Linked DNA regions of Mus musculus: regions 1, 3, 4 and 5 are each linked to region 2. A link is a contact called in public HiCAR-type, HiChIP or PLAC-seq and Micro-C data. All regions are on one chromosome and are shown on one strand. Each heading gives the region's core, a stretch centred on a gene start, on an enhancer-like site or on the middle of the called end of the contact. The rest is flanking DNA. Distances are from core to core; before and after follow the strand shown.

Region 1 (5,814 bases), core at 225-2,724, 730 kb before region 2:
AGATGGGAGGACAGGGAGGTAGACAGACAGAAGGACAGGGAGGAAGACAGGCAGAAGGACAGGATGGAGGACAGGAGGGAGGACAGATGGGAGAACAGGCAAGAGGACAGCCAGGAGGACAGATGGGAGGACAGGCAGGAGTGGTTGTGTTACGTGTGCCTTCTGTTGCATGCCAGGAAGCCATGCTGCTTGCACACAGAGGTCTCAGCTCTTGCCTCTGACCCTGATCATTCAGTCCTAAAATTCCTGCTGTCATTATCTGAATCCAGTCTTCAACAGTTAAGTGAGGGTGGGGTCCAATCGAACAGGACTGTGGCATTTCTCTGTCAGGTTTGGAAATGAGACAGGTGTCATCAACAATCCAGGAAGGCCTCCCCAGAAACAGAGGGAGGAGCCGGCTCTCTGAACCCAGTCTCTCCATATAATGAAATTGTTAGACTTACATTGGTTTGTTAAAAACCTGGCCTGTAGTGTGGCGTGCATGTGTGCATGCGTGAGTGTGACTCTATTTTCTGCTTTGTCCGTATTTTCCCTGCATGTACATATACAACAGTTACAGATCCCTGTGAGCCGCCATGTGGGTTCTGAGTATTGAACCTGTGTCCTCTGGAAGAGCAGCCACTTCTCCTAACCACTGAGCCACCTCTCTAGCCCTGAGACTGCCAGGTTTTGTTGTGATGGCTGTCCAAGCTGAGACAGGACCGAAGTTCCAGAGCCACACGAACTGGCTCCAGAGGATTCCAGCGCCAATCCTATCCGGTGGATATACACCCTAGGCCGATCTTCGAGACTATCCTTGGAGAGATTGGGGGTAGTGCTGCAAAGACAGCACTGTTTATGTTACAATTAACCAACTGGCTTGCCCAGATACCACAAAGTTTATCAGAAGAGTGGGCCTGGCCCAGAGCCAGACCTCAGAAGGCCTGGGCTGTCACAAGCCAGGCACTGATCACCCAAACAGGAAGTCTCATGAATGCAGGAGGAACTTGGTGGTTTGCGTGGGCATTGGAGTACTGTACTTTTGGGCCAGGAGCTAAGAGAACTGACCAGGGCATCCTGCAAAAACTCGGGGACTCAGGCTATTCTCATTTCTGGAACCTTATCAGAGGTCTGCATGAGTAGCCGGGGTCCACCGGGTCTCCTTGGCAGCTTTGACTACAGATGTGGGAATGCTGGCCAGCTTGGGGATGGCAGAAGCGGGAGGGCCAGACGCATTTAGAGTCACCAGGAAGAGACCTGCAACAGGAGGCTCGGCAAGGAATTGGCGCGCCGGGGTCAGCATGGGCCAGTGGCGGGGAAGAGCCCAGTGGCCGCTTCTGGGAGCAGCAGCAGGTGGCCGTGCCAGGGACGGCGGCACTCACCAACTATCAGTAGCACGTTGCGCGAGTGCGCGCCGCAGAGTCCCAGGACCAACAGAATTGTGCAGCAGGCCAGTCCCGGGCAGTGCATGGCGGCGCCGGTCAGGGTAAGCGGTTCCGGCTCGTCCGCTCCCCACGGTCACGTGCACGGCAGGCCCCGCCCATGTCCTGCCCACTCTGTTTCTGAGATTCCTGCGGACTCAGCTACCGCCACTTCGGAAGACCCTGAGTCTCAGCGTCCGGTGGGTGAATCTGGGTCCTTGTGATGGAGAGAGGGAGTGTGTGGCGGTGTGGGCTGGGGTCACCAGGAGCTGTGGGGCCAGCGCTGAGTCCTCGGGTGAGCCCTACTCCGGGAACCCTCCCTACCGCAAACCATTAGAGTCCGGGCCGCCTTACTCCAGGTTCTCAGACTTGTTTGTGTTCCCCACTGGGACCTCAGCCTCCGTTTCCCAACCCCCCCCCCCCATACCCCACCCCGCGATCCCGGGATCCCGCGCTAGCGGCGGCGTGGGGGTGGGGAGGAGTGGATTTTGTCCAGAGTGTCATTTCCAGGGCTGGGGCGTGTGGACCAGTAATGAGGAGTCAGCTATGGGCTGGGACACGTGTGTGTGTGTGTGTGTGTGTGTGTGTGTGTGTGTGTGTGTGTGTGTGTGTGTGTGTCTGTTCGCCAGGATCTTAGCGGATGCTACGTACCTAGAATTAATTTGAGAGCTTCAGTTAGTCTTTGGAAAACAAAGTAGAATCTTCAGCCCTCCCACCCTTGGGCTATGAATGCCACAAGTGGGTGCTGGGTAAATCTTGACTTCAGGGATGTCACATACTCCCACCCCCTTTCCCCCAACTGCAGCCCTTAGTGGTGGGTGGAGTCCTACCTAACACCTTGGTGGCCCTCTGCGGTGGTGAGGTGTACACTTGGTGAGGTGTAAATCTTGGCTCCTCAGGGCCTCCTGGCTGCCTACCTACACACTCTGCCGGCCAGAGGAAGCCTGAGCCTGCAGGACCTGCTTCTTCTGGGCTGGGATAGTCAGGTTCCCCGGGGAGGGGGTAAAAGAAAGGAGCAGGTTCTTCGGGGTGAAAATGTCGTCTTTAGGCATCCCCTCAAGAGCTAGTTTGCGGGGGGCGGGGAGGGGGGGTTGGTAGGGGTTGACAGTGGAGAGACACCAGAGCTTGGGATCAGGGGCTATGGCCCAGAGATGGGAAAGAGAGGCTGAGGCCTCCCTGAATCCTTGGTGCAGGCCCATGTGCACATTTTGCTGGCTTCCTTTCCCAGATCATGGTGGTTTGGTAAACTTAGCCACCTGGCTCAGCCTCCCTGCCACAAAAGGCAGGCTATGCTCCTGACGCCCTTGGGAAGATAACGCCACCTTCTCCCAAGCTCAGCCCCTGATCACTGCTCCATGTCACCCATGCCCAGCTCTGTGAAAGGTCTGGGTCAGACCAGATCCCCCAGCCTGCACATGGCACCAGACACATGCTGCTGCTCTGCTACGGCCCTGAGGAGGAGGCTACCCGTCCTGGCCTGGGTGCCTGACTACTCTCTGCAGTGGCTGAGGCTGGACTTCATCGCTGGACTTTCCGTGGGACTCACCGTCATTCCCCAGGCCCTGGCCTATGCAGAAGTGGCTGGACTCCCACCCCAGGTGAAGTGACTGACCCCTCTGCTAGCTGTCCCCTCTCCACAGCCAGATAGATCCCTTCCTACTCCTCAGTGTCTGTCCACAGTTTGAAACACCGACCATGGAATCCAACACTTCCATGTGTCCGACCCAGACGGCCCCTTGGCGTCTAATCTCTTTTCATGTGACTTATTTTTGGTGCCAAGCGGTCCTAGATTTTCCAACTGGGGACCACATCATGCTTCATGGTGGCCTTACGAACAACCAGGCACTGGTGGCTTGTGCCTAGAGATTCCAGCACTTGGGAAGCTGAGGCAGGAACATTGAGAGTTCAAGACCAGCTTATCACAGGGCTCCATAGCGAGACTCAATCACAAGACAACAGGTCTTAAAAGATTGCTTAGGTCCCAGCACTTGGGTGGCAGAGGCAGGCGGATTTCTGAGTTCAAGGCCAGCCTGGTCTACAGTGTGAGTTCCAGGACAGCCAAGGCTACACAGAGAAACCCTGTCTCAAAAAAAAAAAAAAAGTTGCTTAGGATAGAGACATGGCCCTGCAGTTAAGAACATTTGAATATTTGCTGCTCTTGCAGAGGACCCGGGGTTCAGTTCCAGACACTCAGATGGTGCAGCTCATAACAAGCAGTTTTAACTCCAGCTACAGAGGATCTAATGTGGGCCTCTGAGGTCACCTCCACTCACGCGGTACACATACGTAATTGCAGGCAGAGTACCCAGGCACATAAAATGTAAAATAATAAACACTTCCTTAGACTCACAAATATCAACACACAGACCTCTGAGCTTCATCAGACAGGCCCCCAAGCCCTTCCTTTGGTAGTTAATGGAGGGAGAGAGGTGCATCCTCTGGTGTGTGCTGGGGTGCCCACGTGCAGGGTGGACCACAGAGACAGCAATGCACAGCGACCAGCTTGGGTCTCCCGGTGTTCACTGTGGTCTTTTCCCAACAGTACGGCCTCTACTCTGCCTTCATGGGATGCTTCGTGTATTTCTTCCTGGGCACCTCCCGGGATGTGACTCTGGGCCCCACGGCTATCATGTCTCTCCTGGTGTCCTTCTACACCTTCCGTGAGCCTGCCTATGCTGTGCTGCTTGCCTTCCTGTCTGGGTGTATCCAGCTGGCCATGGGGCTCCTGCATTTGGGTAAGACTCTGCTTTCCTGCTGTGGGGAGTAGCTTCGGGCTGCTTCTCCTGGGGTACCAGGTCCTCCCAGGTTGCTTTTCTGTGCTTCTCTGTAAACAGGGGTCGGGCAGCCTCCATCTTTACTGTATTCTGAACAGGAGACAGAAGTGTTGGAGCCCCAGAGCCTAGACCTTCCTACCATCCAAAAATGCCTAGAATGTGGAATTGGAAAGATGGTGTCTCTGTTAGGTTTTTAACTGCTGTGAAGAGACACCATGACTGCTGGGCGGGCGGTGGTAGCGCATGTCTTTAATCCCAGCACTTGGGAGGTAGAGGCAGGTGGATTTCTGAGTTCGAGGCTAGCCTGCTTTACAGAGTGAGTTCCAGGACAGCCAGGGCTACACAGAGAAACCCTGTCTTGAAAAAACCAAGAGAGAGAGAGAGGAGAGAGAGAGAGAGAGAGAGACAGACAGACAGACAGACAGACAGACAGACCATGACCACGGCAAGTCTTATAAAGGATATTTAATTGGGGTTGACTTACAGATTCATAAGTTCAGTCCATTATCACCAAGGCAGGAGCATGGCAGCATCCTGACAGATGTGGGGCTGGAGGAGCCAAGATTTTTCCCTTCTTGTTCAGAATGCAGCTAGGGAAAGACTGGCTTCCAGGCAGCTAGGATGAGGGTTTTAATGCCCATACCCACAGTGACACACCTACTCCAACAAGGCCACATCTCCAAATAGTGCCACTCCCTGGGCTAGGCATATTCAACCCACCACAGATGGCTCACAGTTAAGAGCATGTACCACTTCAGCAGAGGACCTCGGTTTGCTGTAGCCACACGGTCAACTCAGAACTAATGGAGGCTCTAGTTTCACGGGATCTGGCACCCTCTCCTGGCCCTGCACACACACAGTGCACACAAACTCACATAGGCACGCGGGCACACACACACACACACACACACACACACACACGACATACATTTTTAAAAAAAATAAATCTTTAGAAAAAAATGTCCCGAGCACGGCGTCAGCGTCAGTCCTTGGCTGCAGTCTACGCCCAGCCCCTGGGCCACCTGCTTCTCCTGAGGCTGAGTGGATTAATGTGGATTAACCGTCTCACCCCTTCTCATGCCCACAGGGTTCCTGCTGGACTTCATCTCCTGCCCTGTCATTAAAGGCTTCACCTCCGCTGCCAGCATCACAATTGGCTTTGGACAGATCAAGGTAGGCACAGTGCCCCTGGGCTCTACCTCTGTGGTTGCTGCTGTCACACCTGGGAGTTAGACCAAGACCAGTCATGCTGGATGGGGCTTGCAGCCATCTGTTCACTGTGGACCAAGAAGCACATTCCTAAGTGTCTTAGTTAGGGTTTTACTTCTGTGAACAGACATAACCAAGGACAACATTTAACTGGGGCTGGCTTACAGGTTCAGAGGTTCAGTCCGTTATCATCAAGGTGGGAGCATGGCAGTGTCCAGGCAGACATGGTGCAGGCGGAGCTGAGAGTTCTACATCTTCATCTGAAGGCTGCTAGTGGAAGATGGCTTCCAGGCAGCTAGGATGAGGGGTTTTTGTTTTTTTTTAAAGATTTATTTATTTATTTTATGTATATGAGTACACTGTAGCTGTACTTATAGTTGTAAGCCTTCATGTATTTGTTGAGAATTGAATTTAGGACCTCTGCTCGCTCC
Region 2 (5,460 bases), core at 2,443-4,942:
GGCACAGCCCTGGCCCACAAAGTACTTGCTTCCTTTCTGGGCCTGGCCAGGGAATGCCTAGCAGAGAGTAGCTTTGGGTTACAGGAGCCCAGCTTGGGGCTGGAGAGATGGTTCAGTGGTTAAGAGCACCGAATGCTCTTCCAGAGGTCCTGAGTTCAATTCTCAGCAACCATATGGTGGCTCACAACCATCTGTAATGGGATTCGATGCCCTCTTCTGGTGTCTGAAGACAGCAATGGGGTACTCATATACATAAAATTAGTAAGGCCAGAGCGAGTGGGGGTGGGGTGGAGGTGGGCGGGAGTCCAGCTTGACCCCTCATGTCCACACCATGAATTTCTGAGTGACATTTCTGATTCATGCCCCACAGAGGTAGGCTGGGAAAGGAAAGACAGCCCTCCCCAAAGCCCTCCCTGCCCATCTGCTGCCCACCCAGTTTCTAGAAGGGTAGCTTTGAAGAACCCAAGAAGCCTAAATACAGTGGGACAGGAGGGGAAAGCCGGATGCCAGAAGGGTCTGGATTTGCCACAGCACAGCTCACGTGGCTTGCGTGGTCTACTGCCCACAGGAGCATGACCATGAATATGAGATAAACGCTCTTGTGAGGAACTGTTACCAGGGACTAGATGCCACCCCAAGAGGGTCCCAGACCCACACTCACCAGTGCCTTTTTTCTTGGCTCGCTGCCTGTAGCCACAGACATGGAACGGAAAATAGACCTTGTGGCAGAGGCACTGCCGGGCCGCTGGGACATGGGCGGAGGGAGGCCAATCAGACTCAAGTCCACAGCTTCTGGACTGCCTTCAGGAGTGGCAGTGATGGTCCGTGAACCTTTCATGGTGGACCAGGCTAACCCTGAAAAGGAAATGAGAGACGCAATAAGACACCGCAGGGCTGAGGATACAGCTCCGTCCAGTCTTCAGCATGGTATAAACTAGGTGTGGCAGTGTATGTGTGCAATCCTGGAACTCAGAAGGTGGAGGCAGAAGGACCAGACTCAAGACCGTTCTCAGATAGATAGTGCATTCAAGGCCATCCTGGGCTACATGAGATGGGAATGAAGCTTAGAGAGATAACCAAGTAGTTAAGGGTGTTTGCTGCTCTTCTAGAGGGACAGGACTTGGTTCCTAGTACCCATAGCAGTGGCCCACAACTGCCTGTAACTCCAGCTCCAGGGGATCTGACACTCTCTTTTGGCCTCTGTTGGTATACAGACATATACACACATAGATTTAAATATATATATATATATATATATTTTTTTTTTCAAGACAGGGTTTTAGGGTTTCATTGTACAGACCTGGCTATCCTGTCTGGAACTCACTCTATAGACCAGGCTGGCTCAAAACTCACAGAGATCTACCTACCTCTCTGTCTCCGGAGTGCTGGCATTAAAGATGTGCAAAAACACCTGGCTTATTTGTGCCTTTTACTCTTCTTGAACTGTATCCAAGTATTCAATAGCGACAGAGGGACAGGCCCTGGGCTGTGGGCAGCCACCCCTCCCCCCCGGCCCTTCTCATGGGCAGTACTGGCTCACTTTTAATCCCAGCACTTGGGAGGCAGAGGCAGGCAGATCTCTTGAGTTCTGAGGCCATCCTGGTCTACAGAGGGAGTTCTAGGACAGCCAGGGCTACATAGAGAAACCCTGTCTCAAGAAACAAAGAGCCGGGCGGTGGTGGCGCACGCCTTTAATCCCAGCACTTGGGAGGCAGAGGCAGGCAGATTTCTGAGTTCAAGGCCAGCCTGGTCTACCAAGTGAGTTCCAGGACAGCCAGGGCCATACAGAGAAACCCTGTCTCAAGAAAAAAACCAAAAAAAAAAAAAAAAAAAGGAAGAGGAGTTGGTAGAGGAAGGGAAGTGGGAGAACGAGGTGGGGGAGACAAGATACCATGGAGGAATCTCACCCCTTGCACTCACAATCTCCACTCACTCTGGACGTGTGGGTCTACCTGCCACCAAAACTCTCAGAAGCCACCACTGGGGATGGAGGAGCTCTGCCAGGAGCACGAGAAGACAAGATTGTTCTAAACCCTACGCTGGGCTCTAAATGGTGAGCTGTGAGTAGCTGGGGGTCAGCGATCCCAGAGGGTGCTAGCAGCAGGCAGTGGTGGCTGTGAGCCTGGCTCTGCCATTCACCCCAGCCCTAGGACATTCTCTACATTAAAAAAAAAGTGCATCTTCCTGGGCTATCCTGAGGTACATGTGGCTTTGAGGTTGGATCCTGGAGATCCTGCAACAGCTTCAAGCTACCCTAGTAGGATGTGGACTCCCAAGTCCCTGCGTCACCACAGAGCATCCATGAACTCCGGGGACCTGGCAGCTGTTCTCTTGTTTCAGAGGCACCCTGATACCTCCCTTGCAGGGTGCTCTCTCTTGCAGTCTCCCACTGGCTCTTCTCATCCCTGAAAGCCCAAGACGCCCTGAACTCTGCCCCAGACTCTCTCCTTTATACACCCTCTCCATCCCTGAGCTTTGCACAAGTACAGCAGGCTATCCGGCCAGGGCCCGTGCTCACATCACCCAATACTTCCACACTGCTCTCAGCTCAGGTTATACCCACAGGGGAAATGGCTTCTCAGGATGGCAGAGTAAATCTGAGTACCTGAGAAGTCCAGCTCTGACCCTGTTTTCTATAAGCACTTCATTGTGCATTAACTAAGCCTGCCTCCCTCCCTGCTGTTCCTCAAATCTTGGCAGTGCATCCTAGCACACCACTGCATCTGCAATCCCCCTGCCTCCACAGCACCATCAGCTTTTCTTCTACCAACTGTTTTGCTTTCTCTAGGACTCCCTTGAGAGGACAGGGACCACACAGTCTTAGGTCCTGATGTGTGGAGGGCACTGAGGTCCTGAGACCTGGGAGATGGGACATGGGACAACTGCTAAGTGATTACAATCCCCTTTCAGAGTCAGGGAGCCAGGAGCATACACTCACCATGGTCCAAAGTCAAGCTGCCTTGGTACTGACATCCAGATGTGTGTAGTAGGGGGCAGTGTCCCTACTCTGAGGCTGCTTTGCCATCAGTCCGGCCAGTGTCCCCGTTACACATTTCTGGTTGTGTAGGTGAAACCTAATACCTTGCCCTTCTTGGCACTGGCTACACCTTGGTGGATCCTAAGCTCCTAAGTCTGGTGGACATAGCTTTCCCAGCACCACGTGCAGCCAGTGAGGTTCTGGGCGGTAAACATAGCCTCTCCATGGAAATCTATAAGCCAGATGGCCGGAGGCTGGGGAGGCCAGCCTCACCCTGGACAAAACCGCGCCTCCCGCAGGAGCCGGAGGGGCAGGAGCCTGCTCCCTCGGGGGCCAGCTGACTCGCAGAGGCAGAGCCCTTGAGCAGCGCACTGCTGTGCTCCTCCGCGGGCGACCCGCATCCCCTAGGTCTCTTGAGGTTTAAGGCAGGGGTTCCGGGCCGCCCGAATGGAGCCCACGGCGACCTTCCGGGGCTGGGGGTACTGGGCACAGGCCGACCTCGCTGCAGGGCCCGACCCTTCACCGCGAGACGCCCCTCACCTGCGCGGACCTAGCCTGGGGCGCAGGGCCCGTGGGCTCGGCCTGGCGGGCGCGGCTGCAGAGCCACCCGGGGCCCCACGGGGCTGGCGCGGCCTCCGCCGTGGGTGACAATAAAACGCTGTCCGCAGGGGCGAGCGGCGGCGGCGGCGGCTAGCAACCAGCCTGGTGCCTCCTCCGCTGTCCGTCACGCCGGCCCGCCTTTGCAGCGCGCGCCGCTCAGGGATTGGCTCTCCGGACGCCCGCCCTGATCTTCGGGTAGTTCATTGGGCCGTTAGGCTGTCCTGTAAGTCCCGGAGTGGGAGGAGCTGCCGAAAGCCAAAGTGGAGTGGGGCAGGCAGAGGGGCGGGGCTTTAAGGAGGCGGAGCCTGCGGGTCCCGGCACCCTCTGAGGCCCCCGCGCAGCCCTGGGCCTCTCCGGTGCCTTGGCAGGACCGCGCAATGATGCCTCCTATCCCCAATCTTTCCTAACTGCTTTCAAAGACACTGTCGGAGTCTCCAAGTGTATAGATGTGGTCTTTCCTGTCTGCCAAAGGGCTCGGGACCCACAAGCTCAGATGGCCTCTCCAACAGAAGTTACATTAAATAACAATGTTATAAACTCAAATGCTTTAAAAATTATCCGCATATTAATCTTATGAACAAGCGCGTGTGCGTGCGTGTGAGTGCGTGTGTGCGTGCGTGCGTGTGTGTGTGTGTGTGTGTGTGTGTGTGTGTGTGTGTGTGTGTGGTAAGTTAGGATGGTGGTCCAGGGCCTTGCATGTGCTAAATAAGGACTCTGCCATTGAACCTCAGCCACTTTTGCACTAAGAAAGCATCTCATATACCACGTAGCCCAGGCTGTCCTCGAACACACTATATAGCTGAGAATGACGTGGAATTCCTGATCCTTTGCTTTTTTCCCCTCCTAAATCTGGAATTACGGGCAAAGTGCCGCCACACCTGGCTTTCATCTTTTCTTTCTAAGATTTATTATGTGTAAGTTTCTGCATCATGTTGAGGGTGCTGGATCTCCTGAAACTGGAGTTATGGATGGTTGTAGGATGCCATGTGGGTGCTGGGAACTAAAACCCGGTCCTATACAAGTGCTTTTTTTTGTTTGTTTGTTTTTTTGGTTTTTTTTTTTTTTTTGAGACAGGGTTTTCTATGTAGCCTTGGTTGTCCTGGAACTCCCTCTGTAGACCAGGTTGGTCTTGAACTCACAGATCCACCTGCCTCTGCCTCCCAAGTGCTGGGATTAAAGGTGTGTACCACCACCACTCAGCATAGTAGGTGCTTTTAAACACTGATGGTGGCTTCCTTTTTTGTTTGTTTGTTTTGTGTTTTGTTTTGTTTTGTTTTTTCGAGACAGGGTTTCTCTGTGCAGCTTTGGCTGTCCTGGAACTCACTCTGTATACCAGGCTGGCCTTGAACTCAAGAGATCCACCTGCCTCTGCCTCCCAAGTGCTGGGATTAAAGGCATGCGCTCACGGTGGCTTCTTTTTTAAAATTAAGAGAAAGATTTGGTTTATACATATCAAAATTCACATCCTTTGGTGTCGGGTAAACACCCATTCAGACTTAGTCACCCTTCCGCCACACCCTACAGAGCCATTCCTTGTTTAATCCCAGCTGCTTCAGGCACCAGCTGGCTGGGACCCTTTGTTTTGTCTCTTGAGGAAAGTCAGAGACAAGATGGCACAGAGTGTCTTCCTAAATCCCCACCCCAACCACCCCAAAGCTGGAGGATTCATTCTGCTGTCCTAGCCAACATGTCACCTGACTCTTAGAATGCCCCAGGAAGCAACTATTCCAAGCGAGAGTTCACACGATGGAAGCAGCTGTAGACACTCACTTGCTGGCTTTTGTGTAAGCCCAGGTTTTCCCATCTTCTGCAAATTCTTAGGGCAGAAATCAGTGCTATTTAAGAAACTGCCAGAATGTTTTCTAGTTACTGTCCAGACAATG
Region 3 (5,119 bases), core at 145-2,644, 530 kb after region 2:
TGTTGGGTGCTACAAAACAAATGTAGGACCTTGTGCATGCTGGGCCAGCATAATACCAGCTGAGCTAGCTACACTCCCAGCCCGCAAGATACAAGAGATTATCTAGGATTTGAATATGGAACCTCCTGCACCCTAAACAAGAATAGTCCCCCTGGATCAACAAGCCACACTCAAGCTTGGAAACAAGAGATCAGTCCTGCATTGGGAGCAGATACTTCCACCCTGACACAAGTGGACAGTTCCCCACCCCCAGGGCTGGCTTAGCTCTCTGAGAGAACAAGTGCCTGTCACCTGCTTTTATCCTCAAATCTAGGTCTGGCCACAAGTACTTTGTCAAGGTCAAGCTATGCAGAAGCCAGCAATATGCTGGACACTGAGGATATCCCAGTGGGATATCCCTGGGACCACCTGTATTCTTTGCCATGGGCCAGTGCTGGGCCATAGGTTCTGCTCTGCTTCCTCTAGAGCCCTAGTGGGCTATCATCATGTCAACACCACAGTGCACGGGGTGGGAGGTGGGACATGATAACGGGCAAATTCCAGGACAGCCCTTGTGCCCACTAGACAGGCAGGGCTAGATCAAAGGTCAGAGTCTGCATCTGGGCTTGTGGCACCATGGTGGGGCCAAGGTCATAGTCCACTGACACGAAGTCAAAGCTGGTGACTCAGGTGCAAAAGAACAGAAGGGGACTGAAGTTGTAATTCAGTGATGGAGCACTTGCCTGTACATATATAGCACACAAGGCTATGGTTCCCATCCTCAGCAACCAACCAAAGACAAACAAGAAACGCACAAAGTCTAGCCTATTCCGCCATGAATGCCCTGAGGAGCCCTGGTGACCATTCCGAATGCCTCTCATCCACCAGGGGTAGGCACGACGAAGGGCTGAAGATGGTAAGTTATAGAAAGGCCAACATCTTATCTCTTCGGCTTGTTGACAGCTCCAGGACTTTCTTGGAGACGTCACGGGCTGATTTGCCAGAGAAGCTCACAGCCTTCCAGCCCAGGTAATTTGGGTAAATGCCCAAGGCGAACAGACAGCCGCATTTCCGGTTTTCGGGGAGCGCACCGTCTGATGCACCCGTGTCTGTACGCTACACTCCTAAGTGACCGGAGGCCAGGTTGCCTCGTGCGGCCTCGGAAGACTCCGGTTCCGCCAACGGCCGGTGCGTGACGCCCAGGTGACCGCCCTCCCCTCGTCGCCCCACTCACCAGCCATCGCACCACACCCGCACGATGCGCTGATCTCCCGGACCCTTCAGCCCAGCAGCGCTGGCAGCCCCGTGCCCGTTCCGGATCATGGCACCGGAGGCCCCCCGCAAATCCTGGCGGCTCCCGCGACACACAGTACCGTCGCCCCGCCCTCGACGCTTGCGCGTGCTCACGCGGATCTCACCCGCTTGGCGCAGCCAATGGCGTGCGCCAACCAGGGCCCCGCCCCCAGCCGGGCCACACCCCCCTCCGCCCAGATCGAGCGGCCAATGGTCTGTGTTGCAGGTGCCCGGGCTTTGGCATTTGACTTCTCCACAGACGAACGGGGCAGGTTAGCACCACAACTGTGCGTGCAGCTCACCCCGTGCCTTAAGCATTCTTAGGAGCCGGGCAGTGGTGGCGACCCCTTTAATCCCAGCACTTGGGAGGCAGAGGCAGGAGGATCTCATGAGTTCCAGGACAGCCAGGGCTACACACGGAAACCCTGTTTCAAAAAAACCAACCAACCAAAAGCATTTTCAGGGGCTGGGTTCTTCAAAAGCGCCTCGATGCAGGCCCTCAGATGCAGGCACCTCGGTGGTGCGTGTGACAGTCATCGGGACACCAAAGCAATTGAGAGATGTTTAATAAGACTTGCTCAGACTGGAGGCTTAGTTAGATTCTCCCTGTGCCGCATACCCAATACAGAAAAAGGCTTCTATAAAGTGAACACTTGTACGTGATAAGGAGTAGAAAGAGGGAGGCCCTGAGACTAGCCTGGAGAGTGAGGTAAGGCAGTGGTGGACTCTCCTGCTGGCCAGGCCTGGGAAGGGCCGGAGCTCTTCTCACAGAGGCCTTGCTGCCACCTTTGTACAGGGGTGAACAGGAGGGAGGTGTCCTTGAAGATCAAGCCCATAGCGGGGCAGTCACAGCAGTGCAAGAGAGCCTTTCCACAAGGACAAATGGCTAAAGACGACCGTCACCGCGAAGCCGGCACCCACTAGAGCCGGAGGGGGCACTCTCGCCTTCACGGCGACACGGGCGGAGCCCCTGAACAAGGGTCAAGCCATCTGCAAAGTGCCAACTGTTCTTTGTCAACTCCGGGCTATGCCACTTTCTTCCTTTTTGCACGCTTGGCACAACCCCTGCCAAACCAGCCTCCTAGGATAGGGGGAGCTGAGGCAAGGGGGTCACTCTGGTCCCCAGGTGGGGCTTCTTCTCTGCTTCTGCATAGTGACTTCCTACTGTGGCTGCCTTCTTCACCAGCACGGAGGGGGGTCGCCAAGGAGAAGATTGGATCCTGCCACCTAACAGAAAGAAAAGCAGCATCAGGCAGGTCTGAAAACCCCTCGAATCGCAACCCTCCCAGGCACAGGAAAGCTGTCTGAGGCCACCTGCCATCCCACCTATGTCTTAATCTGGGCTTTGGCTGGAAGCAGCGTCAGTGACACCAAGCTGCAGGGGACACCAAGCTGCAGGGGAAAGTCTTCAGGGCAGCAGCAGCCCTCGCTCGACAGCCTCTTCTGTCTCACCCACTGTTGGTGGGAGCTGCACACATAGGAAGGGGTAGTGCTAGCCACAGGATGGCCTCACCTCCAAGGATAACTTGCTAGCAACTCTGGGCCCCGTCTCTCACTTGTATGGATAGGGGCAGATGGACCAGACCCTTTTCCCTTTCCCAGACTGCGTGACAGGGATGGGGGCGGGAAGAGGCCGGTTGACTGGGGAGGTGTGGCCTACAGACTACACCATGAAGAAATCATGTGTCTGATTGAAATGTAGAACCACATATTATAAACGTAAGATAAAAGTAAGCACTGATTAAAAAATGAGCTAAGTTAATGTTAAAAAAAAAAAAAACAACAACAACAACCAATAACAACATCAACAATGTGGCACAGGAGAGGCCCACGTCACAGAACACCACAAACATAACATACAAGAATTGCCAGGCCCAGAGGTGAAGGGATCCTTAATTTCTTGAACCCTTTGATTAAAAGAAGTTATTGATTTCCCCTATAAGACCCTGAAAATTCACAGAGAAAGAAAGTGTAAACTTTTCACTCAATATACACACCAAGTCTAAATTATCACAATTCTGTATCAAGGCAATTTGCTTCAGTTTTCCCCAAATATCCCCACACCAAGGACAGAGATTGTGTCTGACCAGAGCTGCAGTTCTCACCCCTCTCGGCTGTCCACCCAGGCTGCACACCATCTGTGGGAGCATCCTGTAGAGCACACTGGCAGATCCCCCTCAGAGATTCTGGGCACCGTACCAGTCAGGGGGGAAGAGTGTGCACGTGTGGTGGAGCCTTGCCTCAGCCAGTCCCTCTGAGGCCCACAGCAGACAGACACGGCCCATCACACGGAGGGGAGGGACGGGGCAGGAATGCAGGGGGCACGCTGCGCCCACTCACCGGTTGTAGACAGGAATCTCCAGGCCCAGTTCATTCATGAGGAGTTGCATGACATCATCACACTTCCCATGGAGTTTCAGGGCAGCCCAGTCATCCTTCGGGGTCCACTAAAGACAAGGAAGGCAGATGAGGGCCTCCCGGCAGACTGGCTCACCACTCCCCAGGAACACAATGGAACCTGTACAAGACTTTCAGGATCTCCCCGGCTCTTCCCATCTGAGCCCCGGGTCTGAGGAGGAAGCTCTAAGCACCCGCTGTTACCTGCAGGTTCACGATGTAGAGTTTGGGTCGACGGCTTGGAGGCTTCGTCATGCACCAGAGGCGGGGATATTTCTTTAGTACCTGTTCCAGCGGGCAGACACAACAGAGTAGAGGAGGATGAGTAAGACGCAAACCTACCACCCGCTCACGGCTGATGGCTCTGGGGAGGCAAGCCAGCAACATGCTCAATCCACAACGAGTTCATGGTATGGTCGGCACATACCTTCAAGCTGGACCCTAAACACAGGATTGTGTCTGCTTTGCTAGCAGCCTCGGTCGCTGCCTCCCAGTTCAGAGGCTGCCCTAATGTCCCCCTCTCCCCAAAGTGCACAATGGTATCCCGAAGCTGGGTCCCGCACTTGTGGCAGGTCCGGCCTGTCAGGTGTCGGTGAAGGGCAGTACGCTCAGTCACATCAAACACTCGTACATACTCTCTGTTAGGGATGCAGGAGGTGCAGACCTGGGACAGAGAGGGCACAGTGAGTGAGATCTGCCTGTCACCCAGGCCCCGGGTCCCCCTCGGTACTGCTCACTTCAATATACATATTCCCATGGAGCTCTGAGATGGCGGTCCGGGGCAACCCACTCCGCAGGTGGAGCCCATCACAGTTCTGAGACACCACGTGTTGCACCTGGAAGACAGAACGTGGTGGCAGTAAGTAAGGTGGCAGGAGGAAGCACCCTGCGGCAGTGGAGTTATTCTAAGCCCAGAGACAAGGGACAAGGTTCCTAAAACAAGGAGGCAACTCAGGAAAGCCCTGAGGTAGAAAGGCGCCATGTTCTTTCTCTTCTACTAACTCTAATGTACTGGGAGCAGCTAGGAGGGCAAGCATCTGTCCTGGTCCTGCAAGCTGAGCAGCAGTTTGGGGCACTGGTCACATAGGGTGGGCAGGACTACACACACCTTGGATCGATAACTTCTTGGGTCATCCATCATCTTTCATGTCCCTTCCCCCAAATCCCAGGCATATCTGCTTCCCCGCTTGCTCAGCGGATCTCTGGAAGTTTCTGTTGAGTCTCCTCTGAAGCTAGGCTGTCGTCTAAAGGCCCTGAATGGAACCTGAATACCACAGCTATTCTTCCTTTTTTTTTTTTTTTTCCGAGACAGGGTTTCTCTGTGTAGTCTTGGCTGCCCTGGAACTCACTTTGTAGACCAGGCTAGCCTCGATCTCAGAAATCCGCCTGCCTCTGCCTCCCGAGTGCTGGGATTAAAGGCGTGCGCCACCACGCCCGGCTACAGCTACTC
Region 4 (5,716 bases), core at 1,043-3,542, 860 kb after region 2:
AGCGGCTGTACTACGGAATTTATTCTTTGCCTCTAGGTACTGAATGCTTCTAACTCAGAAAAAGGACTATTGGGTCCTCTAGGGAAACTAGGTCGCCGAGTCTGCAGAAACATGGTTATTGATGGTGCTGCTCCTAACCTTTGGGAGACAGGAGGAGGCTCTGAGACCCTGGAAGCACTGGCTTGGCTTCTGTTTCCCTGTTGGGAGCGCCGTGTTATTTGGTCTGAAGGCAGGGTAGGGGTGGCCAGTACACCTGGCTATGCCCCAGCATCTGTGGGAAGGGTCTGGGTATTTGTGACATACCCAGTGGCTGAGGCTGAAGTTTGTCAGCTACCTGTCACAGGTCTCCATCCCTAAGGATCGAAGCCCCCCCCCCCCCACAGTGCCACTTGTAGGCTATGGGGTCCTCACATGTGTTGTTTCTGAAGCACCTTTTGAATAATAGTCAGGCCCTAGGCATGGGTGGAGTCTGAATGACTCTTCATGGAGGGCCATTGGAGAGTAAACACGTGATAGAGCATCTGGCCTTACCAGGCTGGGCATCTTCGTAGGTAAGGACTCAGGATGGTGGACTATGGGAGCCACAGCTAAGGCACATGGTGCCCAACCTCTTCACCACTGCTATCATGGTCAAAAGAATGGGCAGCTGTGACCTTCTGGACTCGGAGGTCACCCTTTCCCATTCTGGCTGTGTTAAGATCTTTGTCTAATGTTGAGTTATTATCAAAATTTCCTAGTTTCGGGGGACCTGGGGTCATTTAGGAGCCACATTAGAAGTGAGATGGACTGGGTACCCTAGGGTAAGTGTCTTGGGCCCTGTCCACCAAAGGCCATACTCCGAGATGCCTCCTCATCTCCTCACCCAAACTGCCCGGTCATTGGTCATTTCCATTGTGTGGCATGGGTTTGAATCGGCACCCCTTGCACCCCTCGGAGGACTGGAAAGAACTCTCCCAGCTCAGAATGGCTCTACTCTCTCCCAATCCTGTTCCTTTCCGGGAAGTCAGCATTTGTAGAGCAGCATGCAAAGCTGCTGTCCTGTCCTCATCTCCCACACTGGGCTGGGAGTGTTAGGATTGCTCTTGTGCTCTGTGTATTCAGATGCCCCAAGAGTTCTGTGCCCCAAGATCAGGTTGCAGTCTGGACATGGGCAGCGTATTGACCAATGTGCTGTGGAGAATGCTCCCCAATAACTTCTGATTGGATAGTAAAAGGCTAAAGCCTGTGACTGGGCAGGAAAGAGAGGAAGGTGGAACTTGAGATGAGTAGGGGTATCTCCAGTAGGTACCAGGAAAAGGAAAAAGGCAGGGGAAGGAAGAGGCCTGCCTTGAGGCAGGATGGTCTGGGAGGATGGACCATGAGCACGTGGCCGAGAGAAAATCGCTGAGGACACTCATGGGGCAGAGCAAACACAGCAAGACTCAGTTGGCAAGTAATGTGGCGTCTATAGTTAGGATGTTATAGCAATCTCAGAACCTGCCCGGTTTAAACTTACAGCTTGTTAATAAAAACACCAGGTTTCTTTGCCCCCCCCCCCGCCCCCCAGGGAGCTATACAGGCTAGAGTGGAGCAGAAATCCCCCCATAAAAATCACTTCTATAGGAGTTGAGGGGCGACAGAGCAGGGCTGTGTCAGTGCCTGTATCTGACTTTGTTGCAGGGCCCCGACCACAGGGGAAAACGGAAGTTCAGGGAGGTTGACAGCCTTGCCCAAGATCCCCGGTCAGTCCAAGGTGCCTGAGTCTTCCTAACTAGGGAAGACAGCTGCCACAGCCACACAATAGCCCAGGCTGAGGCACGAGCAAGGTATGGTGGTTTGGATGGGGCGAAAGTCCGAAGTAGGCAGGCGGCAGGAGCCCTGTGTGCATGAGGTGTGGTGGGGGCGTGTGCCACCCGGCAGAAGGCGCAGGCCAGAAGGCCAGGGTCTGGAGGGCAAAAGGTCCCAGTCTCGGAGATAGCGAGGACATTGCCACTCTCTTGCAGGAATCATGGAAGGAGCCCACAGTCTTGGGAGGGGATAAATGGAGGGTAGAATGGGAAGCAGAGGTGGGTAGTCACGGCCCAAGGGCGCGGAAGAGAACAGTGAGAAGGTCTGCGTTGGGTGGGGCCCGGGCCCCGGGCGCCTATAGAGCGAGTGCCAGCCTGGTCTCCCTGTTAAGTGGAGATGGCATTGTCCGCGCCGTCGGGGAACAGCGGCCAGGGCGCCCCCTCCGGCAGCGGCGCGGGGTCCGGGTGGGGAGGGCAGGGGCGGCGCCAGGCAGCGGTGACGTGCGCGGGGGACGTGCCGCGCGACGGATGAGAGCACTTAAAGTCGCCCCCGGCGCGGCGCCGGGCAGCCAAGGCGGACAGAGGCAGATACAGCGGCTGGCGGTAACAGGTAGGCGCGGCGAGATGCTTGGCGCGCGGAGCGAGGCTGGGACCCTCCCCCCGCCTCCAGTCGCCCAAGGTTTGGGGCCTTCGATCATCAGGCGGGGGATCCAGACCTGGAGCTCCCGGCCCCTGACCCTCTCTCCTCCTGGTTCTCCAGCCCCATTCTTTCTTGACTTGGAGAACCTTCTCACCACTGCGGCTCCACCAAAGGGCCATGAACAGCCAGTTGCGCGCTTGCATCCTGCTTCCCTGCCCTCGTAGACGCCTATCTATCCATCCGGTAGCCCTCGGGGGCTGGGCTTCGTCCAGGAGGGCAGCTGCCCTGGGCGACCAAACGTCCAGAGTATAAATAGCTCGGCCCAAGAGGGTTGGAGCGTGGCCGGACGGCCGGGGAACCTGGGCTATATTTGGTGGGAATGCTACAGCCTCCTTGGAACCCCGAATCTCCAGCGGGCGTCAGCAGGCCGCCCAGTGAGAGAGAGGGACACGTGCGCTTCGGAATGGTGCCACGTTGGGGGAGGTATGCCCTCGGGTCTCTTTCATCTCTTTACATCCACCTTTTCTACCATCTTAAACTCATCAACTCTTACCCAGCCACCACTATTAACCCAAACTAGGCACATGAAAGTGGGGTTTTCCTCCGGAGTGGGCTCTGTTTGCTCTATTCTCATCCGATAGGAAAACCAGGCACGGTCTGTTTTCTTACCTGACAAGTGGGTTGACTAGGCGCCTGCCTGGATGCTGGTCCAGTCAACAGACAGGCTCAAGAAACTGTTAACTCTGGACAGCTGATAGTGCTTGGAATCTGGGTGACAAGCAAGGAGAGGGCAGCAGGGCCCAGGCCGACAGGAACCCTTTCAGGACAACAGGTTGGTCTGAGCGTAACGGCAAGGTTCTCCCCATAACACAGGCTCATTAGCTTTCCCAAAGTTCTTCTGTTGGGAGCAGGTTATCCCCGAGGGCTCCCGGCATCATTGTACAGGCCCAAAGTTGGCTGGTGTCCCGTGGGTGCTGGGTCCGTCCGTGTTGAGGAACGAGGACAGTCCTAAAAGTGTGTGGACTCACTCAGGATGAGCAGTGACTAGTGCACAGCTAGGATGCTGTGCAAAGGATGAGTCTACCCCTTAAGGGGCACTGAGGACACTACCGAGATACATGTGGCCCCTTCTTGGCAAGGACTTTGAATAACCAGTGGTTTGGTTCCAAGATGGACTTGGCCACATCACCAGTGACCTTGGGCAGGGCTTGCTCCCCGTAAAAACGATCTCACTGCTTGGATGCCTAAATTTCGAGGGGCAGCGAGGAGAAAGCACAGTAGGCCTTAGAACCATCAAGAAGTAATGTTGAAGGGGCCAGTGCGTGGGACCCCACAGTATGCCGGTGTTCCGGGACTTTAGGACTCTAATCCTCCAGTGAACTGGTCAGAAAGGGGAGGGCTGGGGAGGCCCAGAAGCAGACACCTTTGGGCCCCATGCGGGACTTTCTGGATGGTGATGCTAAGCAATTAGAGACCTCTGGACCAGGCCTTGGTCCAGCTGGCACTGAGCACTGGCTCAGGGGCAGGTTAGGAATGGAGACCGCCCTAGCGGCAAGAGCAGACTTCTGGCCGTTGTTCCCATCAGTGGAATGGGCCATGAGGGGGTAGATGGATAATGAACTAGCCCATCTCAGCATCCCAGAGGTTCAGTCGCGCGCCCTCGCTCGCCTTCGTGAAGGGCAGAATGAACTGGCCCGCCTTGCAAGCTAATCTACGGGTGAGTCTTAGGTCTCTCAGGGCATTTGGCGCCGTGAGCTGCAAGTACGGTAGAAGCAGAGGACCGCCTACTCCAGGCAATACGGCAGCGGCTCCTCCCTTGGCGCGGTCACGTCCCCCACGTCCCGAGTCCGCTTGGGCGGAGCTTCCTTCCCTAACCCGACCCATTGAACCCCGCCCAGGTCGGCTGGACCACTATCTCCAGTCGGTTGCCGCCCTCTGATCCAAGCCCCACCCCCACTCATACTTCGGCCATCTCCAAACCTGTATCTCCTCTATGCCAGACAGTGATGGGAGTTGGAGGGCGCTTATGACTTCCGAGACTCCCTTTAGCTTTAATCTAGATTCTGGCTTTAGGGAGGAGGGCTGCATGAGAATCGAGGGCTCCGTAAGATGCTCTTGTGGAGGAGTGGACCGTGCAATGTTCAGCAGGGCCTTGGTGGAACTTTGCAAAGAAGGGTCTCCCACAGTAAGCCGGAGCAGGTCCCTAGGGCTGCCCCATTTTGTGACAGCCAAGGTTCCTCACAAGAAGGGGGATCTCAGGGCTGAGGTGGTGTGATGGTTGGTTCTGGGCAACTGTCTATTTTGGCAAACAAGGTCAGTATTTCTATCCCACGGATCCCTGCAAAGTTGATGTGAGCTGACAGGACAAAGCGCAGAGGAGCCAGGCACGCACTGCAGGCCTCCAGCTGCCCACGGTGGCCTCTCCAGAAACCACCCCCCTAGGGACTTTTCCATGGTATACCTTTGCACACGGGTGGGCTCAGAGAGGAGAGGCCCATTGCTACATTTTCCTTTTTTTTTTTTTTTTTTGTACAATGGTAGGGGGGGGGAGGAGGGAACTTGGAAGGGGGCCTTTTAGCAACCGTCTGCCCCTGCCACCCTGAGATACTGGGTGCTGGCCTCAACTGCCTTACTTGTTCTTTGGGGATCTGCAGCGCAACACAAGGGCTGTAGTTGCCTTAGTTCCTGCTGCTTACTTTGACCACAAAAGCAGGGCCAAGGCTGGTCCCTCTGGTGACAGGCACTTAATGGGCACCTAGTCTGCTTCCCTTGAACTGTTAGTCCAGGTCTGAAGACCCCAGCTGGTGAAAGGGAGGAAGTCCAGGCCCTCAGATGCAAAGGGCTGTTCCAAAGGACTTCCATGTACCCGTCATAAGACACAGCCCTTGGGAGCACCCCGGAGCCTCTCCTGACCCAGCCCCCATCCCCAGATCAGTTTTCTGTGACCTGGAGGCTGAGTTATTTCTGGGTTGCTTCACAAGCTTCCCTGGGAGGGTAAATGTCACTGAAAGGCCAGATAGCTAGGCTGTGCCCATGTGATATGCTGCTGGAGGTGGGGCCCTGGTGGAGACAGACAGGGAAGCCCTAGGGTTAGAGCACTGGTCTGCATTCTGGCCCATCTGTGTTCTGTTACCCCGTGGACCTCATCCCTGAGGCAGGCTGGGTATCCTAGCCTTTTTACTCTATTGGGATGTGTTCAGGCCTGGGTGGTAAACAGCAGGCCCAATAGCAGGCTCAGACTCCACCCTGGTTAGGAAATTGTCATCTCCCTGGAAGGTCTCCCTCTGCAAGGTCTCTGGTGACAGGCTGG
Region 5 (5,140 bases), core at 1,245-3,744, 540 kb before region 2:
TTGTGTGCAGCTGTAAGGACCTTTCCGAGGGAGTTGCAGGCCTCCCCCAGGGATGCTGCCTGGAACCTACTGAAAGGCAGGGCAGCAGCCTTCCTTGAACCAGGGCCCCCAAGGTGATGCTTTGAGGGTACCACAGAGCCTCTGATGAGCTGCCTGGAAATTGAGGCTCCAGGCCTGGTCACCTCGTGACTGCTAACCAGCATCCTCTGGGAAAGTCTAACGCTCACCTCCACCTCTACACTTCCTGTGGCTGGTCCTGCCCCCCCACCCCCACTGTGACTGATTCTCAGGGAAACAGGTCCCATTGAGCAGTGCATCATTACTCTTTTAGAGCCAAGGAATGCACCTGCCTTGCCAGCTCATGGCTGTACCCCTATCCCAGGAATTCGGACAGGAACCTAGTCCCCGAATTCAGAGTGACTTCTAGAAAGCAACAGGACAGGACAGGACAGGACAGAAACAACACCACCCTCGAGGCAACTGAGCAACGGAGCAGAGCTGACCCTTAGCGCAGACCTCTGCTAATTCAGGCTCGGTCGTCTGGGGAGGTGGGGGGTCAGTTCCAGTATCTCTCTGGAGTGTTTTCCTGTCCTGAATCTCCCACCCCTCCCTTCTAAGGTTCCTCTTTCCCTTGATGTTTTTCAGTTACATAACACGCCTTAAGATGGCACTGTTTAAATCCATCCTGCACATTTTGCAGTCCGAGCAGGGTCACGTGGCCCTGCTCTGAGTGGGGCTGCCCCCTCCTCCTCTTACAACCTTGTTTGATTTCTTTGACTTCAGGGCACAGCTCATCAGCACACCCAGGCAGGTGCTAAGGACCAGCCTGAGTTCATGACCAGGGCAAATGCAGCTGCATGCAAGATGGGTCACTGGAAAAAAAAAAACCGATTGAGAGGGCTCAAGGTAGAGAGAGGGACCCCTAAACCCTGAAAGGACACCAGGGCTACTGGGCAATTGGCAGAAAAGATACCCAATGGCCCCAGAAGGCTAGTGTCCAGATCTTTGTTGGTGACAGATTCCAGCTGAAAGCAAGGCTTTCATTACTAAGGAAGGCTTGGGCCACAAACAGCTACTGTGCAAAGTTGCTGGAGATTAAACAAATCAGACTTAAAAAAAATCCTGCGAGTGTCCTGACTGTACTGTACAATCCCTTCTTAAGCTCTGCTGCGTCCCTGGAGAGGTATCTCCAGCCTAGGAACTGGGCAGGAAGCCCTAACTGGGGAGGGATTACAGAGTGGGGCCGGGACAAGAGGCCAGGGCAGGGAGCAGGACCCAGGCAGGCTGTCTCTGGAGAGCATGCAGCACGTTCCCCTGAGCCCTTACCTTTCTCCAGCTCGCTGATCCGTTGGTGTAGGGAGGTCAAGGCGCTCTCGATCTTGGCCCTTTCCTCTGTGTCGTTCTTGGGGCCCCCTTTCCCCTCCTCCAGAGTGTTCACCCGAGACAGCACCTGCCGCTCCAGGTCATCGATCTTGCTCTGCAGCAGATCCTTGAGGCTGTTGGTTTGGCTGGAAGAATTGAGGCGGCTGTACTGCTGCGGGGGCATAAGGGCAGGGGAAAACCACACCGTTAGGCGTGCAGCCCGGACCGTGCGCGAAGGCCCGCGACGCGGTCCCTGGGGCGATTGCGGGGGTGGCCTGGAGGGAAGCTCCAGCGAGTGGCAGCCCTCGGTGCCCCGCAGGGTTCGAGAGGCGCCGGTCAGGCATCAGCGCGCCGAAGAGGCAAGGAAGGGGGGACGGGGGTGCCGGACCGGGTCGGGATGGGGTGGGCGAGGGCAGAAGGGCGCATAACACGGAGGGGAAACCGCAGCTCACGCGGACCTCGAGGTTCTCCAGTCGGGTTTTGAGAGATTGCAAAGTTTGCCCGAGTTGGCTGAGCGTCTCCGCGGCCGGCGTCCGGGACAGGTCGCCCATCGTGTTCTTGCCCGAGCCAGGCTGCTTGCGGCCGCCTCCCGACCTGGCCTCGCCGGGACCCGAGTCCAGGGTGCTCTGGCTCTCGCAGCGGCCAAGCTTGGTGGTCAGCTCCCTGATGGTCTCCTTCTGGCTGAGGATGGTCTCCTTCTGCTGCAGCACGGTCTCGCGGAGCTGCAGCACGTTGCTCCGAAGCTCCTCCGCGCCGCCCGCAGCCACGGACGCGGCACACATGTCTGCATCCACCGGCACCGAAGTGCAGATGAAGCGGGTCGGCCCGAAATCTTGGGCCCCACTGCCCAGGAGGCAGAGGGCGAGCAGCGCACAGGTGCGTGCGGCGCGGCCGGCCAGCATGGCTCCGGACACTTGGAGCACCGGGGCCGCTCGGCTCCGGTGGGGATCGGGCTGAGACCGGGATCGGGCTGGCTGGGGCAGTCGCTCCGCAGGCGGCCCGCGCTCTAGCACCGCGCTTCTACGCCGCACAGTCTTCTCGGCCGCGCTCCTCGGCCCCCACTGCCGCCTGCGCTGCGGAGCCCGCGCCTTTTATGCAGCCGCGGGAGGGGCCTCGGCGCCGCCGACGTCAGCGGGGGAGGAATCCCGCTTTAATTGTGTGCGGACCGGCCCCGCGGCGCCGCGGGGGTCGCACGGGAGCGCGGCTGGAGCTACCTCGGCCCTCCCCATCTCGTCCCTCCCGGATCCGCCACCGCCCCCTCCCACCGCCTCCGCACGCACGCCCCCGCCTGGGCCCGCGCCGCTTCCCCGAAGACTACCAGAATACAGGGCCAAGAAGGAGATCGGCCGTGGGCCTGGATTAGATGGTGGGGCACCTGCCCAATACCCCTAATCTCCAACGGGGCTCGGAAAAGAAGAATGGCCACAAGACAAGCTCGGTTCGCTTGCTCCACACTAAGCGCCCGTGTGGTTCGGGCTCCATGCGCTCGCAGCCCTCTTCTTCCTAAATAGTCAACGTCGGTGTCCCCTGCGTTCAGCTCGCTGAGGTCCAGAAAAGGGGTCGCGAGGCCGAACAATGATTCATGGACATTTGTGGCTGAAAGCCACGGAGCACTCTGAGTCTGGGGATCCCCCACGCCCTGGCTCCCCGCCCTACTGTATTCCCCTTCTTCCAACTCCTGAGGATTGTAGACCTAATAATGTCCCCCGCCCCCGGAAACGAGAGCCCGCACTATGCACTCGTCAGGGCTAAGGCCTTCTCGGATCTGTGGATCAAACCCTTCCTGCCATCCAAGCCAGCCTAGTTCCAGGCAGGTGGCGCCCCAGAAGCTGGCTGGCCACTCAAAAGGGGCCCCTGGGGGAGCTTCTTCCCTTACCGCTCTGGGCGTGTCTGTGTGTCCCTTTGTAGGTGTATGTGAGCGTTGGGTTTACCGGTCCACTTGAAACCCCGTCTAGCCCATTCCTCGCGCCCCTGGACTTTGGAGGAGGGGTTTCAGAGGTGGGCAGCGACTTCGCATCTACAGGGGTTCGCACCTCTTTACCCTTTTCCTACAGACACCTTACCCAGCCACCTGCACACCCATACCTCCTTTTTTTCTGGATAGCAGCACTGCCGGCTGGGATTCCAGTCCAGGTTTCAATGCCTCTGGGGACTCTGGACAAGGGTCTGGGCTGCAGCCCCACGTCGGAGTCAGAATCGGACCTGGGAACTCGCCCAAGATCCAATTATGTTGAAAAGAAAACGAAGGCGGGGAGAACCCACATCGGGTTTTAAATGACTGGAAAAGCCCAACTACAGGCTGGCTGGGTTCGCCCCATAGACCTTCCAGTCAAGCATTCGGTTGCCTCACTCCTTTTACGGGTCTGCGATGGACCAGACTAGGTCCGGACTGTGAGGCGCCAGTCCGGGACCCACTGGCAGCCTTCGGACAGAGGATGCCACTCTCCGGTGGGCATCACCGGTGGTGAAGGTAGAAGCCAGATTGGCAGGGAAGCCACTATCCAGGTCTTCTCCGACGCCTCCTCCCAGCCCCGAGCCCCAGGGGCGCCCCACTGCCTGTGTTTCTCTTCTCGGCATTTAACCATCCCGAGTCCGTGCTGCGAGCTGCCGTGGCCCCTACACGACAGGAGCGTCGCTGGGCCGCCGCTTCCGGGCGCCAGAGGGACCCCGCAGTCAGGACGCGGCTGTGGTGCAGAGAGGGAGTGCGGGGCTCCCGCTCCGGCGGGTCCACCGTCAGGTACAGAACGCAGGAACGCAGCGTCTCGCATCTGGGTGCCCCCTAGGTTCCGCTGGGGTCTCAGAACTAGCCTCCCGCCGTTCTGCGTGGGACGTACACCGGCAGAACTAGGAATTACCCCCCAACCCGGGGCGCTGCGCTGCTGGGCGACGTCTGCCCCCAACTCCCAACCTAGCGCGGACGGATGCGGGGACCCCGCGCAGACCTAGCGCTTCGGCCCCGGCGGCGCCTCCCCCCACGCGTCTAACGCGAAGCAGTTCCTGGCCTGGCCCTGCGGCGAGGCTATCCCCGCTCAGAGTGCGTGGGCGCAGGAGACCAGCCTGTCCCTTCCCCCGCAGGTGTGTAGAGGGAGCTGGGCGCTTAGTGTATCTTGAGCCCCAGGAGCGGCCCAAGGGTCCGATTTTTATCATCCAGAAGACCTAGGTGACTTTGGTACTGTCACATGTGGGCGCTGATGGTGCCTCACCTTTTGACGGAGGATGATGGGAGGGGGCGGGGCTCAAAGGGAAGAAAGGGTCCTGCGCTCAGGTCCAGAGGTGGCAAGACCTTTGGGATCTGTGTAGCCTGGAGCAGGGAGCAGGGTGCAGGGAGCAGGGAGCAGGGAGCAGGGAGCAGGGAGCAGGGAGCAGGGAGCAGGGAGCAGGGAGCAGGGAGCAGGGAGCAGGGAGCAGGGAGCAGGGAAGACAGTCAAGGATACAGTCCATTCGACCACCATTGCTAAACTGCCCAGCCCATGTGAGCAAACACACTGGAAGAGGCCTCTACCCTCTTTAAATCCATTCCAGAGGGTTCTCAGGATCCTAGGTAGGGAGAGTCTACCCTGGTCATTATAAAGTTGGCTCTGCTTCTCATTGTTTTGACTGGTAGCCCAGAGGGTCTGGGGCAAAGAAAAGCCATCAGAGGGGAAACCCAGGAAGTTGGTAGGTGGGTGCTCCACTGGCTACTTATATGACTGCAGGCATGTCTCTGTGCCTGACATGGGCACCACATCGCAGAGCCTGAAGTTGAGCGGAAGAGTGGGGTAAATACTCAGTCTGTGGA

Evidence for each region. A called contact is a pair of places that touch in the nucleus more often than the background predicts. HiCAR-type assays count read pairs that join an accessible place to other places. HiChIP or PLAC-seq counts read pairs in DNA pulled down with a chosen protein or histone mark.
Region 1: a HiCAR-type map of astrocytes shows a contact between it and region 2, with 4 times the contacts expected there. The contact joins the promoter of Sgsh here to the promoter of Cep131 in region 2. A contact is called at or near these places in 5 of 115 datasets of contacts at active chromatin or transcription factors (astrocytes, bone marrow-derived macrophages, memory CD8 T cells and 2 more) and 2 of 9 other capture datasets (embryonic stem cells and pancreatic islet).
Region 3: a contact with region 2 is called in an HNF4G HiChIP or PLAC-seq map of pancreatic cancer cells. The contact joins the promoter of Pcyt2 here to the promoter of Cep131 in region 2. A contact is called at or near these places in 1 of 484 Hi-C or Micro-C datasets (CD4 T cells), 1 of 115 datasets of contacts at active chromatin or transcription factors (pancreatic cancer cells) and 1 of 9 other capture datasets (adipose tissue).
Region 4: a contact with region 2 is called in an HNF4G HiChIP or PLAC-seq map of pancreatic cancer cells. The contact joins the promoter of Slc16a3 here to the promoter of Cep131 in region 2. A contact is called at or near these places in 2 of 39 promoter capture datasets (liver and pre-B cells) and 1 of 115 datasets of contacts at active chromatin or transcription factors (pancreatic cancer cells).
Region 5: a contact with region 2 is called in a Micro-C map of embryonic stem cells, with 3 times the contacts expected there. The contact joins the promoter of Nptx1 here to the promoter of Cep131 in region 2. A contact is called at or near these places in 3 of 39 promoter capture datasets (hematopoietic stem and progenitor cells, stem cell-derived epiblast-like cells and trophoblast stem cells), 1 of 484 Hi-C or Micro-C datasets (embryonic stem cells), 3 of 115 datasets of contacts at active chromatin or transcription factors (bone marrow-derived macrophages, large pre-B cells and pancreatic cancer cells) and 2 of 9 other capture datasets (embryonic stem cells and macrophages).

Annotation. Positions count from the first base shown.
Region 1 is chr11:119,354,036-119,359,849 of GRCm38.p6, forward strand. Sgsh (N-sulfoglucosamine sulfohydrolase (sulfamidase)) reads right to left here and starts at 1,475. Exons shown (of 8, transcript NM_018822.3): 1 at 1,362-1,475. The coding sequence starts at 1,449. It overlaps Slc26a11 (solute carrier family 26, member 11), which reads left to right and starts at 1,522. Exons shown (of 17, transcript NM_178743.3): 1 at 1,522-1,600; 2 at 2,773-2,998; 3 at 3,943-4,135; 4 at 5,262-5,347. The coding sequence starts at 2,816.
Region 2 is chr11:120,083,135-120,088,594 of GRCm38.p6, forward strand. It overlaps Cep131 (centrosomal protein 131), which reads right to left and starts at 3,693. Exons shown (of 26, transcript NM_009734.3): 1 at 3,518-3,693; 2 at 662-855. The coding sequence starts at 838.
Region 3 is chr11:120,616,551-120,621,669 of GRCm38.p6, forward strand. It overlaps Pcyt2 (phosphate cytidylyltransferase 2, ethanolamine), which reads right to left and starts at 1,395. Exons shown (of 14, transcript NM_024229.3): 1 at 1,214-1,395. The coding sequence starts at 1,302. It overlaps Sirt7 (sirtuin 7), which reads right to left. Exons shown (of 10, transcript NM_153056.3): 6 at 4,407-4,505; 7 at 4,097-4,333; 8 at 3,874-3,954; 9 at 3,613-3,719; 10 at 1,821-2,499. The coding sequence ends at 2,298.
Region 4 is chr11:120,946,775-120,952,490 of GRCm38.p6, forward strand. It overlaps Slc16a3 (solute carrier family 16 (monocarboxylic acid transporters), member 3), which reads left to right and starts at 2,293. Exons shown (of 6, transcript NM_001038653.1): 1 at 2,293-2,376.
Region 5 is chr11:119,545,326-119,550,465 of GRCm38.p6, forward strand. Nptx1 (neuronal pentraxin 1) reads right to left here and starts at 2,495. Exons shown (of 5, transcript NM_008730.2): 1 at 1,821-2,495; 2 at 1,327-1,534. The coding sequence starts at 2,264. It overlaps Gm11762 (predicted gene 11762), which reads left to right and starts at 3,305. Exons shown (of 4, transcript NR_045099.1): 1 at 3,305-4,437.